4 separate regions of the Mus musculus genome follow, and all the other regions are linked to region 1. A link is a contact called in public HiChIP or PLAC-seq and promoter capture Hi-C data. All regions are on one chromosome and are shown on one strand. The core of a region is the stretch at or near the end of the contact, and the rest is flanking DNA. Distances in the headings are between cores, read along the strand shown.

What was found. Promoter capture Hi-C pulls out the DNA fragments that hold promoters and counts their contacts. HiChIP or PLAC-seq counts read pairs in DNA pulled down with a chosen protein or histone mark. Capture Hi-C pulls out chosen DNA fragments and counts their contacts.
Region 2: a contact with region 1 is called in a promoter capture Hi-C map of adipose tissue. The contact joins the promoter of 4930402H24Rik here to the promoter of Mavs in region 1. A contact is called at or near these places in 1 of 39 promoter capture datasets (liver) and 2 of 9 other capture datasets (adipose tissue and pancreatic islet).
Region 3: an H3K4me3 HiChIP or PLAC-seq map of bone marrow-derived macrophages shows a contact between it and region 1, with 2.4 times the contacts expected there. The contact joins the enhancer-like site here to the promoter of Mavs in region 1. A contact is called at or near these places in 7 of 39 promoter capture datasets (3T3-L1-derived adipocytes, the C10 cell line, the HPC-7 cell line and 3 more), 1 of 15 datasets of contacts at CTCF or cohesin (the NIH/3T3 cell line), 9 of 484 Hi-C or Micro-C datasets (the G1E-ER4 cell line, the STO cell line, Th1 cells and 5 more), 5 of 115 datasets of contacts at active chromatin or transcription factors (bone marrow-derived macrophages, embryonic stem cells, fibro-adipogenic progenitors and 2 more) and 1 of 9 other capture datasets (embryonic stem cells).
Region 4: a promoter capture Hi-C map of erythroid cells shows a contact between it and region 1, with 4 times the contacts expected there. The contact joins the promoter of Smox here to the promoter of Mavs in region 1. A contact is called at or near these places in 5 of 39 promoter capture datasets (the 3T3-L1 cell line, erythroid cells, hippocampal neurons and 2 more), 1 of 484 Hi-C or Micro-C datasets (nephron progenitors), 8 of 115 datasets of contacts at active chromatin or transcription factors (bone marrow-derived macrophages, effector CD8 T cells, embryonic stem cells and 5 more) and 4 of 9 other capture datasets (adipose tissue, liver, macrophages and 1 more).

What each region holds. Positions count from the first base shown.
Region 1 is chr2:131,232,621-131,235,785 of GRCm38.p6, forward strand. It overlaps Mavs (mitochondrial antiviral signaling protein), which reads left to right and starts at 1,443. Exons shown (of 7, transcript NM_001206385.1): 1 at 1,443-1,507.
Region 2 is chr2:130,838,537-130,841,701 of GRCm38.p6, forward strand. It overlaps 4930402H24Rik (RIKEN cDNA 4930402H24 gene), which reads right to left and starts at 1,609. Exons shown (of 37, transcript NM_029432.2): 1 at 1,428-1,609. The coding sequence starts at 1,510.
Region 3 is chr2:130,963,802-130,966,966 of GRCm38.p6, forward strand. Atrn (attractin) reads left to right here. Exons shown (of 29, transcript NM_009730.3): 11 at 1,043-1,127. Among named protein-coding and RNA genes, the nearest start is that of Atrn, 59 kb to the left of the region's middle. Within about 2 kb of position 1,455, at least 6 of the 459 cell types and tissues checked have an H3K27ac peak or open chromatin away from gene starts, as enhancers often do. A contact at or near this core is called in bone marrow-derived macrophages, where this site is marked.
Region 4 is chr2:131,490,334-131,493,498 of GRCm38.p6, forward strand. It overlaps Smox (spermine oxidase), which reads left to right and starts at 1,529. Exons shown (of 7, transcript NM_145533.2): 1 at 1,529-1,703. It overlaps Gm30679, which reads right to left and starts at 1,943. Exons shown (of 2, transcript XM_030252306.1): 1 at 1,235-1,943. The coding sequence starts at 1,841.

The sequences.
Region 1 (3,165 bases), core at 193-2,692:
CTACCAAGAACAGTGTGGTTTGAATGAAAAAGGCCCCTATTGGCTCATAGGGAGTGGCATTATTAGGAGATGAGGCTTTATTGGAGTGGGTGTGGCCTTGTTGAAGAAATTCAGAAGCTCCACCTAGGCTCAGTGACTTGCTCTTCCTTCTTGCTGCCTGAGGATGCAGAGGCAGAACTCTCCGCCCCTCTACAGCACCATGTCTGCCTGCTATGGTGCCTACTTCACCTTGCTTCCTGCCATGACCACATTGAACTAAACCTCTGTACTGTAAGCAAATGCCAATTAAATTTTCTAAGAGTTGCCATGCTCATGATGTCTCTTCATAGCAACGGGAACCCTAACTAAAACAAACAGTAATAAAATCTAATTTCATTCAAAGAGTTCCAGCATGGTGGCAGCTCTAACCTCAGTGCTCCCTTAGGCTTGTCTTTAAAACTGTATTAGATAGGAGATTATAGCATTAAGTATGTCATTGATGCATTTTTCAGCTTTTTTCCTGTTTTATATTTATGATGGGAGGGGTGATAAATGCCAATGCTTTTTGGAGTTAGTTCTCTTTCCATTATGCAGATTACAGTGGTCAGACTCAGATCTCTGGCTTGGCAAAAAGTGCCCTTACCTGCTGAGCCATCTCACCAGCCCCAGTTGATATATTTTTACATGTGCTCCAGCTGCGTACTCTCCACCTACATCGAGTTATAAGACATTTCTACCATCTAGCCGTGCTGAGGTAACTGATTTCTTTTTAACTATGTTCGTTTTTTACTTCTGGTTGAAAGAATTGACTGGAAGCGAAAAGCTTTCGTTCCTTTGTCTCTGTAAGCCAGTGGAGGTCAGAGGAGTCGGGTTACCCTGGTGTTGGAGCTATAAGCGGTTGTAGCTTGGTGCATATCCCCAGATAGATGCAGTCTTTTGCTGCATCCTGTTCCTACCAGCCCAGCTGGTGTCATCTGGCTAGGCACTCATGTCCCTATGACATTTTGTGCGACACTACGTTTATGGAGCACTGGAGACATAGGAGCAGATCACATGAAGACCCTCTCTCCTCCAGTACTTGGCTAGAAGATCTGCTTTGCCTGAGGAATGGAACGGAATCTAAGAACTGCAGTTTTCTGGGTATCTGGACTTCCCCTGAAAAGTGTTCTAGACTAAGCAGGAAGAAACAATCTCCCTAATGCACCTGCAGGAAATCAGAAGAGACCTCAAGCAAGGCCTGCGGGGCACCAGCCGCTAGACCAGCCGCTCCGGAACATCAGGACTCATCCACTGGCCCTGCGACCGGCCTAGCTCAGCTCCGCCCAGGCATCCCCAGCCCAGCCAACAGCCGTACTTCCAACTCTATCACAGTCTGGCTCTGCCAGGCCAATGACTGCGCTTCCGATCCCGCCCCTCCTCCCCACGCCTGACCAATAGCTGCGTGGCTGGCTTCGTCCCGCCCCCTTCATCTGCGAGGGCTCTGCACAGTCGAACGCGGTCAACCTGTTGCCTAGTCTGGTTTCTCTTGGTAAGTTTGCAGCCTGGGCGTCGGTGCTCAGGACTCTGTGTTCACTGAGATCCTTCAGGGAGGGAACCTTGGCTAGGGCCAGTTACGCCTGGGAGTCCGCATGGGCGCCCTGGGCCTGGGCGCGTGGGGTCGGAGAGGCTCCTGAACTAGGGGAGAATGAGGTCGGCCACACACGGATTCGCGACCCCGGCAGTTCCTTGATCCGCATCCAGCACCTTTAGCAAGCAGGTAGGTGGTGCCGAGAGTTTGCCCAGGCTGGACAGAAAGAACCTCGGAGTGCCCCCTGCTTCTCCCAGGCCCTGGTGACTCGAGCGAGGCCTGGCTACGAGCAACGACCTGTGGCAGCCGCGCCAGGGAGTAGGCCTGCCAGTCCGGGCTACGGCCTGATCCTGGATCTGGGCAGTTGCAGGCAATAACATCTGTTCAAAACAGCCTCCCTGCACTTGGAGACCTGAGTCCCGACAGGAATCTAGTCCGAGGCCAGGAGACTTGTCCCTCGGGAGTGTGGATATTTATTTCCACGACCCGGACAGAAGCTCTGTGGAAGTCAGGTCGGAAGCTTTGCTGTGTCCAGGACACTCTTGCCACCTCCCTTTCTGTTATAAGAAAGGGTCTGATATAAGAAAGAAGTTTGAGGAAAAGGATGAAATCAAAAGAAAGCAGAAAACAATGTTCTTTGGATACCGGGAAGCTTCAAAAACTTGAAGGGCATTCAGCCTCGATCTCAGAACTCAGGTGAATGTCAGTAAGGGCAGCATTGATGCCAGTTGTGTCTGAGAGACTTTTATGTCTTCAAAGAGCCTAAATGCTGCATCTTCTCACCCTATAGTCACATCCCCAGGCAGTGACCTTGGTGTAAAGAGGGGCTTTGTGGTTTTCCTGCTGCAGGGACCTCTATGCTGTTAGGTCATGGCAACAAGTCTGGGTACAAATTCCACACTGCAGGTCAGCCGTGTAGCTTGGTATCACTTCCTCTCTTGTGATTGTGTTAAAGGACATAAGTAAAAGGACCTCAGGCTGCCTCTGTTAACAGAGAACCTTCGAGAAATGAATAACTGTGAGCTTCCTCTGCTTTTGGTGGGGCTCCATGCCACTCCCCGCCCCCAGGCTGCATTCAGAGTTGTGGTTGGACTGCAGAAAACCAATAATTTGACTCCCTCATCGTCACATCTTTCTAGGTGACCTGGGAAAGGGGGAGGAAGGGTTTCATCAGGCTGGCCTCTACAGAGGCCTCATTTTTCATCCCCTGAAGGCTCAACAGACCTCAATCTTATCTCCTTGATCTCCCAGCCTTCCATCCTTAGCTCTTTGTAGGAATGTAGCATTTGGTAGTTAGCAGTGGCAGAGGTCACTAGGCAGAACTGGCACCCCGCCTCCCACGTGGCAGGGGCCTGCACCTGCAACAGCCGTGGGTACTCCCTGCACTGTCTCTCAGAGGCCTCAGACTCCATGATGGGCACTTGGTTCCCTCTTCTATCCCTTCCTTCTTCTCTCCTGAACAATACTCTTGGAAACCAACAGCTTGTTAAACTTGTCAAAACGGAGCTCTGAAGGGCCATCTTTCCATGGCTTCTTACTGCCTTCCCTAGAGTTGAGTAAATGGCACCTTCCTTGCCCCACTTCCCAAGAAGCCATGTTTGATTGCCACCCTACCTCCC
Region 2 (3,165 bases), core at 359-2,858, 390 kb before region 1:
AAGAAGCCAAGCAAAGTGGCTCATATCTTTAATCCCAGCACTGAGAAGCAAGTGGATCTGTGAGTTCAAAACCAGTCAGGCCTACAAAGTGAGTCTCTGTCTTAGGAAAAAAAAAGTCATTTTCATTCTTCATAGTTTTGATAAAAGACAACAAAACTCTACAAAACACAAGGCTAGATGTGCTATAGCACTTGTCCAGCAAAAGCAATGTATTGGGATTTGACCCTCAATACTAGAAAGAAACACACACACACAGACAGAGAGAGAGAGAAGAGAGAGACAGACATGAGAGAGGAGAGAGAGAGAGAGAGAGAGAGAGAACACAATACAACACTCAATCAAGAACACAGAAAAAGCCGGCCAGACACGGTGGCACAGACTCAGCATTCAGGAGGCAGAGGCAGGTGGATCTTTTCGGGTTCAAGGTCAGCCTGGTCTACAGTGAGACCCGGTCTCAATTAAAAAAAAAAAAAAAGACAGAAAATAGGATAAGCTATTCTAATATTAGTTGACAACCCCCACTCAAGGGAACAATAGCATATTGCTTTGCCAAATGGCTGCAAGTAAGCAAACAAAAAAGGCCTCTTCTGGTTTAATGACAGGTTAGCAGTACCCAAACCCCAATGACTCCTCCCTTCCCTTTCTTATAGGCTCCTACTGCAACACCTCCACCACTCCAACCTCCGCGTTTCTCTGGCAGCCGCATACTAGCTCCTTCACAAACAAAGCCCGGACGGCTATCAAGGTCAGCCCCAAAGACAGAGAGCAGAAATTGGAAACAGATCTTCTGTATGGAAAAGGGCAGGGCAGCACTCCCTAATATCAACTCCCCTTCCAGTCCACCCGCACTCCTTATCACGAACCTAGTGTCAGCCGCTCTGGGGGGTTCCGAGCCTCCTTTTCCCTCTCCATCCAGTTTCCTTTTTCTTCCTGCGCCCCCAATGACCTTCAAGCCCCTGAAACAGGTGCTCCCCAAGGGAAAGGGGTTGGATGCAGTGGCCAGGGACAGGTGAGCGGAGTTCCCTGTACACGCAGGGGACTGGAAACTCTATAATCGAGCGGCAGTCTGGGGCAAAGGGTCTGGACACCTAGGAGCAAAGGGGTTTACGCGGCAGTTTCGGGAGCTCCACTCGCGTGAACACAGGGCCTCTAGCGGTGGGCTGTCGGTGGGGAAGGTTTAAGGGAAAACCGGTCCATGGGGTGGGGATGTCACAATGGGGTCTTCCCGGAAACCGCAGTGGGTTGTCGAGCTACAGACATAGCAGGGTCCCTCCAGAAGGCCGCCTGTCCCTGGGCAAACGTTCTTCTCAGAGCCGTTTGAAACAATCCTCCGCAAGGAAGCCATATCAGACCACGCCCTGCCGCCCGAGGCGTAGCCGCCCCAAGGCGCATCCCGGGCCACCCTCGGCTGTCTCGACGCGGCATACCTGACGGAGGCCGCCCCACTGCCAAAGGTGCCAGCGAAGCGCGCGGGGGACAGCCCCAGCTGCTGGGGGTCGAACGAGTCCATGGAGGCTGGCGGCGTAGGACCTGGGGGCCGCGGAGGGTCGCTGGGGCCGGCACCGCTGCGGGCCAGCGGCAGGGCGGAGCGAGGGTGCGCCAAGGGGGCGGGGTCGGCGCGCGCGGGCACGCGGGGGCGGGGCGGGAGCGCGCGCAGCGGGGGCGTCAGTGTGAGTCCGGCCCAGCGCCGCACCGTGCTGCGGAGGAGCCAGACGGACTTGGGGTGCGGGCCGCCAGGCGCAGGCTCCGGGACACCACACCTCCGGGCCCTAAGGTCTCTCAGTGCGGTGAGGGTTCTGCGGGAGCTACAGCCACGCTCGCGGACGCGCCCGGGGCGGGGTCTCGCTCCCGCGAGGGCCGGGCTAGGCTTCTTCTGGTCTGTATTTGGCTTTATCTCTAGGTGTCCTGGACCGCTGCCTGGCTACAGTTATCTGTTTCACATCAGTTGCCTATCCATCCTTGGAACGTTCGGCCCCTTAGCGATGCGGCCTGTTGAGAGCACTGGCATCAGTGTGCTCACAGTATCCCAGGAGACGCCTGCCTTTGCAGTTCAGAGTCTGGATAGAATTGTTTCCAGCTGTGGGTCGGTGGGCCAGAAAAAATCTCAGAGCCCAAGTTCCTTCCTGCATAAAGTGGAGAGTTGCTTACTATATACAAGGTCTACTTTAGCATCACATATCGACCTTGTCAAGATGTCCTACGTGTCCTAAATTCATCTTTTCATGGTAAATTATAACACCACAAGACTAGTTTCCCTGCTACAATGATCAGCCTTTGAATTATTTATAAATAGTACTGGCTGAAAAAAATCCTTCTTCCACTCATAAAGATTTTAACAATCCCCAAGGTATCTCTTGCAGGTTTGAAAAAGAGAAGGAACTAAAATGCTTATTTTTATACTTAAAGGAAAATAAAATTTTGCCTTCAGACCCAACTCGTGAATGTGTAACCATTGTTTAGAGGTAACCAACACAGTATCTGAAAATCAGCCAATCAGAGACAGCCTCTCTTCAGGGGCTTCCAAATCAGCCAGTTATCAACAGCTTCTGAAACCCAGCTAATCATTGACAGCAGCCCAATCAGCAGCGCAATGACCAGGCTTCCGAATGAAAGAGCCTTTCTTAGCTGCTTTGTTCTGTAGACCACTGTTAACAGCCAGGAGACTGTAAATTGCTAAACAGTCAATTTATTGAAACACCTCGAGCTTTTACGCACCCAGTCATTATATACATCTCCAGCTCTGTTAATCAGCTTTGAGAATACATCTTTTCTCTACAAGCAAATGTGATATTCACCTTCTTCCTTCCTCCTCCATTTGGTATGTTTTATGTAGCCTAGGCTGACCTTGAACCCCTGAACTTGAACCCTTGAACTCTTGCTTCAACCTCCTAAATTCTGAGATTACAGGCCTGCATCATCATGTCCAGATGGAAGGCTACTACAATTTGTAGCACAGAACAAAATTGTGTGCCTTTGGTTGCTTGGCCAATGTCGTGGTATGCAGATATCACATCTTTTGTATTCATTTATCAGTTAATGAATATAGAAGCTTTTTTCCACACTTTCTGTGCCTTAGCTTAATGCCAATATGACCAAATACCGAAAGTTTTTGTGTAGACATGTTTTTAATTCTCCTGTATATGTAGTATACTCCTAGAAGTGTAC
Region 3 (3,165 bases), core at 205-2,704, 270 kb before region 1:
GTAAGTGTGGGGCATATCCAATTGGAGATGTCTTTAGGACAGAGCTGATTGCTGAGAGGTGGTTGTAGGAGAGGTGAGTTATTGTGGGGCATAAAAGATGAGCAAGAGTCAGAGACAGTTGGAGAACAGAGTCTGAACAAGAGTAGAGACTAAAGAGAGTGTCAGAGAAGCAGGGAGAAAATAGGTGAGATTGATGACCTGTGAGATATGTTAATGGCCAGAAGAGTGGCTAAAAATGACTGGAGAATCCTTCAGACTTGTCAACAAAGAAATCCTTTAGCCTAATTTAGGGTGCAGGCGGCTGAGGAAGGACATAGGTGAAATATGTGCTCTGTGTGTTCATTTTTATTAAAGCTTATCTGCAAAGGCCTCAGATTTGCTGTGTACTTGTAGCTGAGGCTCTTTTGAACTCCTGGTTCTCCTGGCTCCACCTTCCCAAGTGCTAGGATTACAGATGTGTGCCCTAGTTAAAATAGCTGTATACCTAGCATTAAAAATTTTAAGTTAGAAAATACTGTGGTGCTCCGGGGATGCATCTCAGCAGTAGAGTGCTTGCCTGCTATACACAAGGCCCTGGGACTGATCCCTAGCACCACAAATACTAAAGCAGACATTCTGGTAGGGAAAACTGGTAGACAGCAGAGTGGTGACCATCAGGAGGGGGGTTGTGGGTGATGAATGACTACATTAATTAGAAGTTCTGTGCAGTATATTTATTTCATGCCCTGAAACATTGCTGCTGCTGTTGCTGCTTTCCTTTACACATAATAACATAACTAAAAGACAGACAAGCATGTGGTATGAGGCTGTGGATGAGGCATTCTTTGTTTTCCTTTTTTTTTTTTTTTTGAGACAGGGTTTCTCTGACCTGGCTGTCTGAAACTCAGTAGGTAGAACAGGCTGGCCTTGAATGCACAGAGACCCTCCTGCTTCTGCCTTCTGAGTGCTGGGTTCAAAATTTATGTTTTTTTCTATAAAGACTGAGAGTTCACATGGACTATATATGACAACCTACTCTGAAATGTGTTTTTCTCCCCCTTAGCTTGTGACCGATGGTCAGTGCTTCCCAGACCTGAGCTCCATCATGATGTCAACAGATTTGGCCATTCAGCAGTCTTGTACAACAGGTAATTGGAAAGCAAAGGCTCTATTACTGTCTTACATCTTATATTCATTTTTAATATCAACTTCCTAACAGTTGTATCTGAATGGTAAGAGGTTTGGGGAGAAAAAAGGAGAGAAGGCAGTTCTAAGTGCACGATAAGGTAAGGGGAATAGGACTGGGAGGTTATGGGGTCAAAGAGCAAGTCTGAAGTCTGCACTATATCCAGGTGTGTGCTCAGGAATACTTTTCTGACCAGCAGAGCTCTTTTTCCATTTGCTCCAGGAACCTTAGTCCTGTAAAGGACATGCAAAGGACTAGGGTTGTGGGCCAGCAATAGAGTGTTTATCTAGCTTGCACAAGATCCTGAGTTCTGACCTCAGCATTTTGCCTTCTGCAAACACAGCATTTGCCATAAGGGACATGCAGAATGGCCATTTTACCTAGTCACTTGAAAGTGTGCTTTAAGATTGAGAAACTTAACAGCCTGCTGATGCTGACTTTTCTTATTTTGCTTCTGTTACTGCTTTCTGCTTCTTTCTTTAATACTCTAATGCTTACATTATATAGTCCTACAGGTATTCAAATTTTCTGTTGGAGTTTCCTAATACAAGTAATTTAACTTGCATTAGGAAAAGGATAAAAGTGCCATTCTGGAGTTGTGAAGAATGACCGTTTAGAAGCTAGATAGTGGGGAAAGATGATATCTTTAATCATGTGATTATTTAGTGTTTTACAAGTATATAGGGGATTGTGGCAAGACCATTGTATGATTAGAGACTAAAGTGGAAAGATTTTTTAAATATCTTGTTAACTTGAGTGTTATCTTAAATTACAATCTGATGCTTTCCTCAGAAAAAGCCCTAAATGCCTCTTGAGGTTTTCATCTGGCAAGTATCATGTCACCTGGCCTTGCTGGTGGAATCTGCCCCAGCTCATGTGTGTTCTTAGTGTTCTCCTAGCACAGAGTTAGGCACGTGTGGGCATTTGCATACTAATGTATAGTAATAGTAACAATTGAATGAATTGTCTATTAAAACATTCTTAAGTTTTACCCAAACACAGAGAGGTCGACAATTTGTCATAAAATGTAGTTTATCCATGAATCAAAATCAGGAATGACTGTCTGAACAGTGTTTTTATTTTTTATTTTATTTTATTTTGTGTAATTTCTGTGATGTGTTTGAATATCTCAGTTTTAGGCAGGATTGGAAATGTTAGAGGTTGGTAAGAGGTCATGGTTGCAGTTTGATCATGAGAGAAATCGATGGCTCTCCCTTCATTGCAGTGTTGTCAGTCAGCAGTGTGGGATCACCTATGTCTAACAGTTGTTCTAATTGAGAGAGGATTACAGGAGGGAAAGCAGTGAGATTGTGAGGTGCTAGATGAGGAGATGGCATTTACCTAGCAGCCTTCTCTCCCGCCCTCCCATCATGTGACCTGAGAGATTCACAATTTCTGAAGATATCAGCTGTGCTTAGTTTAAGCAATAGTTTTATTAACTAAATCCAACTTGATTCATGTTATTCCCAGGGAACCAGTGGTAGGATTAAAAATGAATCCTAGTGTTCTTTTTGGTTATTGGAATGTCAAGTTTTCAGACACTGTAACGAATACAGAGCCATACAATCACTATATTTATTTGGTCCTTTGTTGACTTAGAAAAATTGAAGCCCAGTTTAGGTGAGCTACCAAATTTCTCATTGTGGATTAGTATTAAACTTGCGTGGAGTTGTGGGATCTTGGAAGTGGGGGCTAAGCATCCGTGTTTGTCACAGCCCAGAAGGAACAGATGAGGTTCCTTTTGAGGAGTCTTATGTCTTTATGAACTTGGACTTAGAAATATTTGATGTGTTTAATTCTGCTGTAGTTTTTTAAACTCTAGCTAGTGAGCATCTTTTCACAGGAGCGCTTGAGTCTGACCTACAGCCATTGTCTGTCTCTGGTGTGCATATTACAAATGCACTGGGAGCGTTTCTTGACCCAAACATATAATTAGATTTTTCTTCTAAAAAGGTCTAGTTTGGGAAGGAATGAAAGGGATTAGAGAAATGTTGTGGGTT
Region 4 (3,165 bases), core at 279-2,778, 260 kb after region 1:
GGACTTCGAGTTTGGTGAAGGACTAGAGCCTTTCTGACAAGAAGAAACTTCACCAGAAATTCATTTGTCCCCTACCCAAATTGGCTCCTAGGTGGTTGGTTCCCTTTGGCTGGGACCATCAGAGCCACTTTTGCAGGGCTACCTCTTTCCAGGCCATATATATATATATATATATATATATATATATATGAATTATATATATAATTCAGTTTTGGGGATTGGCCCCAGAGCCTTGTCTATGTTGAGAAGTGTGTTCTGCTGTTGAGCCACATCTCTACTTCTTGCTTCTTTGAGGCAGGCTTTCACTGTGTGGCTCAGCCTGGCCTTGAAGTTGGTATGTAGCCAAGGCTAGCCTTGAACTCTGTACCCCCCCCCCCCCCACATGGCCTTCTGAGGCTGGGATCACGAGCATGTGATCCACATCCAGGATCTCTCCGGGCTGAACCTACAGCGACCTGTGCTCAGCATTGCCTGGTTCCAGGTTGAAATCAGGGGAGGGCCCCCTCCAGAGACACAGTTCGGAGTAGAGGCTCTGCGGCCACCAGGGGCTTGTATTCCCTCGGACCAAGTGTTGACCTGGTGTAGTACCAGCAAAACATACGAAAAAACAGATTAGGAGGTGCAGAGATGAATAAAAAATAATTTTCTTACTTTTGTGTGTGTGTGTGGAGGGGGAGAGTTGGGGGTGGTTCAAGACAGGATTTCTCTGTTTGACTCTGGCTGTCCTACACTTACTCTGTGGTTCAGACTGGCTTTGAACTCAGAGATCCACCTGCTTCTAGAGGGATTCCGCAGTGGTCCTAAACCTGTGGGTTACTATCCCTTAGGGTTCCAACGACCTTTCATAGGGGTCGCATGTCAGATATTTATTTATGTTTCAATTCATAACAGTAGCAACATTACAGTTACGAAGTAGCAATGAAATAATTTTATGGTTGGGGGGTCACTACAACACGAGGAACTGTGTGTCAGCATTAGGAAGCTGGAGAACCACCAGATTAAAGGCATGTGCCACTATTGCCCGCTAAAAAATAATTGATACCAATTAATTTTTTTTTGAAAAAAGGAAAAAGTGCCACCTAGTATTAACGTTGGCTTTTATTAAAAGTTTGAGGGTTTTACTAGGGAAATACACTTTTTAAAAAGGGCCACTTCAGGACATGGGCTGGGTACTGAGAGGATGTGAGCATTCTTTTCCTTTCACCTGAGGTTCCTGGTTCCCGCCGGCACCCACCTGAGACCTGCAGGACGAGAGACAGTCCAGGACAAGAGGGGCCCTTTCTTCTTTTCAAAAGGGCGGCAGAGTCTGGGTAAACTGAGGTGGGCGCAGCGCTCTGACAGTGCCGGAAGACCTCGTCTGCTTTGCAGGGCGGGGCGTCGCGGGGCTGGCTCTGTTTCTGGGCGGATAGGTGGGTGAGGCGTCCCTTTTGCGAGATAGGGGAGTGCAGGTGGCTGTGCCGCGGGCAACTCCAGGCTGGGTGGCCTCGGGCTCCCCGCCCCCGGTGGGCGGGCCCGGGGCGGAGCACCCAGGCGGGGTGGGCCGGGGACGCGAGGCGGAGCGGGGCCCCCGCACAGGCCCCGGCGGCTGGCTCGGCCCTACGGTCCCGGCGGCGGCTGCAGGAGGAAGCCCAGTGGCTGCGGAGGAGGGGAGGCGGAGAGGCCGAGGCCGCTCGCGAAGACGCTCCCGGGCTCCGCAAGGAAAGGTACCGTGCGGCCTCCCCGACCCGGGCTCGGACAGCCACCGAGCCTCGTAGGCAAGGGGCTCCCGATGGAGGCCGGCGGCGGGCGGTGGGCAGAAGAGGCTGCCCGGGCTGGCCGCGACCCCGGGGTCCGGGCCGCATCCTCCGGACGCCCAGCGCGGCGGCGCAGACAAAGCCGGCGAGGCACTCGGTCGGCCCGGAGGGTGTGCGCTGTGGAGGGGAGGGAACACAGCTTGCGGCGGCGGCGGCGGCGGCGGCGGCCCGGCGTCTGCCGGTCTCCTTGGGACAGCTGGAGGAGTGGGGAGCCGCTCTCCCGCGGGTTGCCCCGGGGCTCACAGGCTGCCCGGCTTGGCCGGAGCCAGGCTGACGAAGGGAAGGGAGCAAGTCGCTTCGCCGGGAAGGGGTGCCGAGGCCGGCCGCCGGCTTGGAGGTGGCGCGGCTGTGGAGCAGGTGAGCGGTGCGCGGACCTTTTGGGTCTTGCACCTGAGCAAACCGCGCCGTGGCTGGCCCTTTCGTGAGCCGTGCCCACAGGTTGTTGGAGGAGCCAACTGATAGTGGCACAGCACCGTCCCGCCTGGGGTCCACTTGGCCGAGCTTGTGGGGGAAACAGCAGGTGCTGAGTGGAGGTCACCCAGGCTGGGGGTAAAGAGAAGGTCAAGAAAGTGTTTGAATGGCCCTCATTTATTTGTGTTCTGCTACCTCTGTCCCTTTCCTCTTACAGAGGAAGGAGCATTACAGGGCTTGAAGGGCCGCGCTTCCTCCTGGGCCCTGTGACCATCCCTTTAGATGTCCCTGGCATTTCTTACCCAGCAGGTTTTGAGAACAGTCTTTGTCCGCCCTCGTCATTTCACAGTCTCCCTGTTTGGCTTTGAACCTCATCCCCCGTCAGCCAGGCACCCAATTCCCATCACAAGGATCTCCTCGGAAGTTCTGACTTTAAGCAGTGCCCCTAAGAAGCAGGCACCCTTTCCTTCTGCAGTCCATCCAGGGCCGCTCTAGCAGGTTTTGCTTGCCTTGCAGTGTCTTTAGAAAGCTCTGTCCTAGAGTTGTATCTTTCCCTGGGTGCCCCAGTTCCTCCCTTCTACCAGCCTGCCCTAGCCTGTCCCCTTCCCCTTAGTTTTGCTGTTAAATGCTTGAGGGCCCCAGGGCTCTGTTCTCAGCATTTCCTCTCCTGACTGCCCTTCTTGCCATCCTCTGTTCACTTTCTACCCCTGTTTTTATTCTTTCTTATGATTAAAAAATTAATTTATGAATACAAAGATCTCTGTTTTTGACTTATTTTATGTGTACTAGTATTTTGCCTGCATGCATGTGTGTGAGGTTGTCAGATCCCTGGAACTGCATTACAAGTAAGCTGTCTTGTGGGTGGGTGCTGGGAACTTAACTCTTGGTTCTCTGGAAGAGCAGCAAGTGTGCTTAACCGATGAACCATCTCTCCAGCCCAGAACTCAAAGATCTTAAGTGG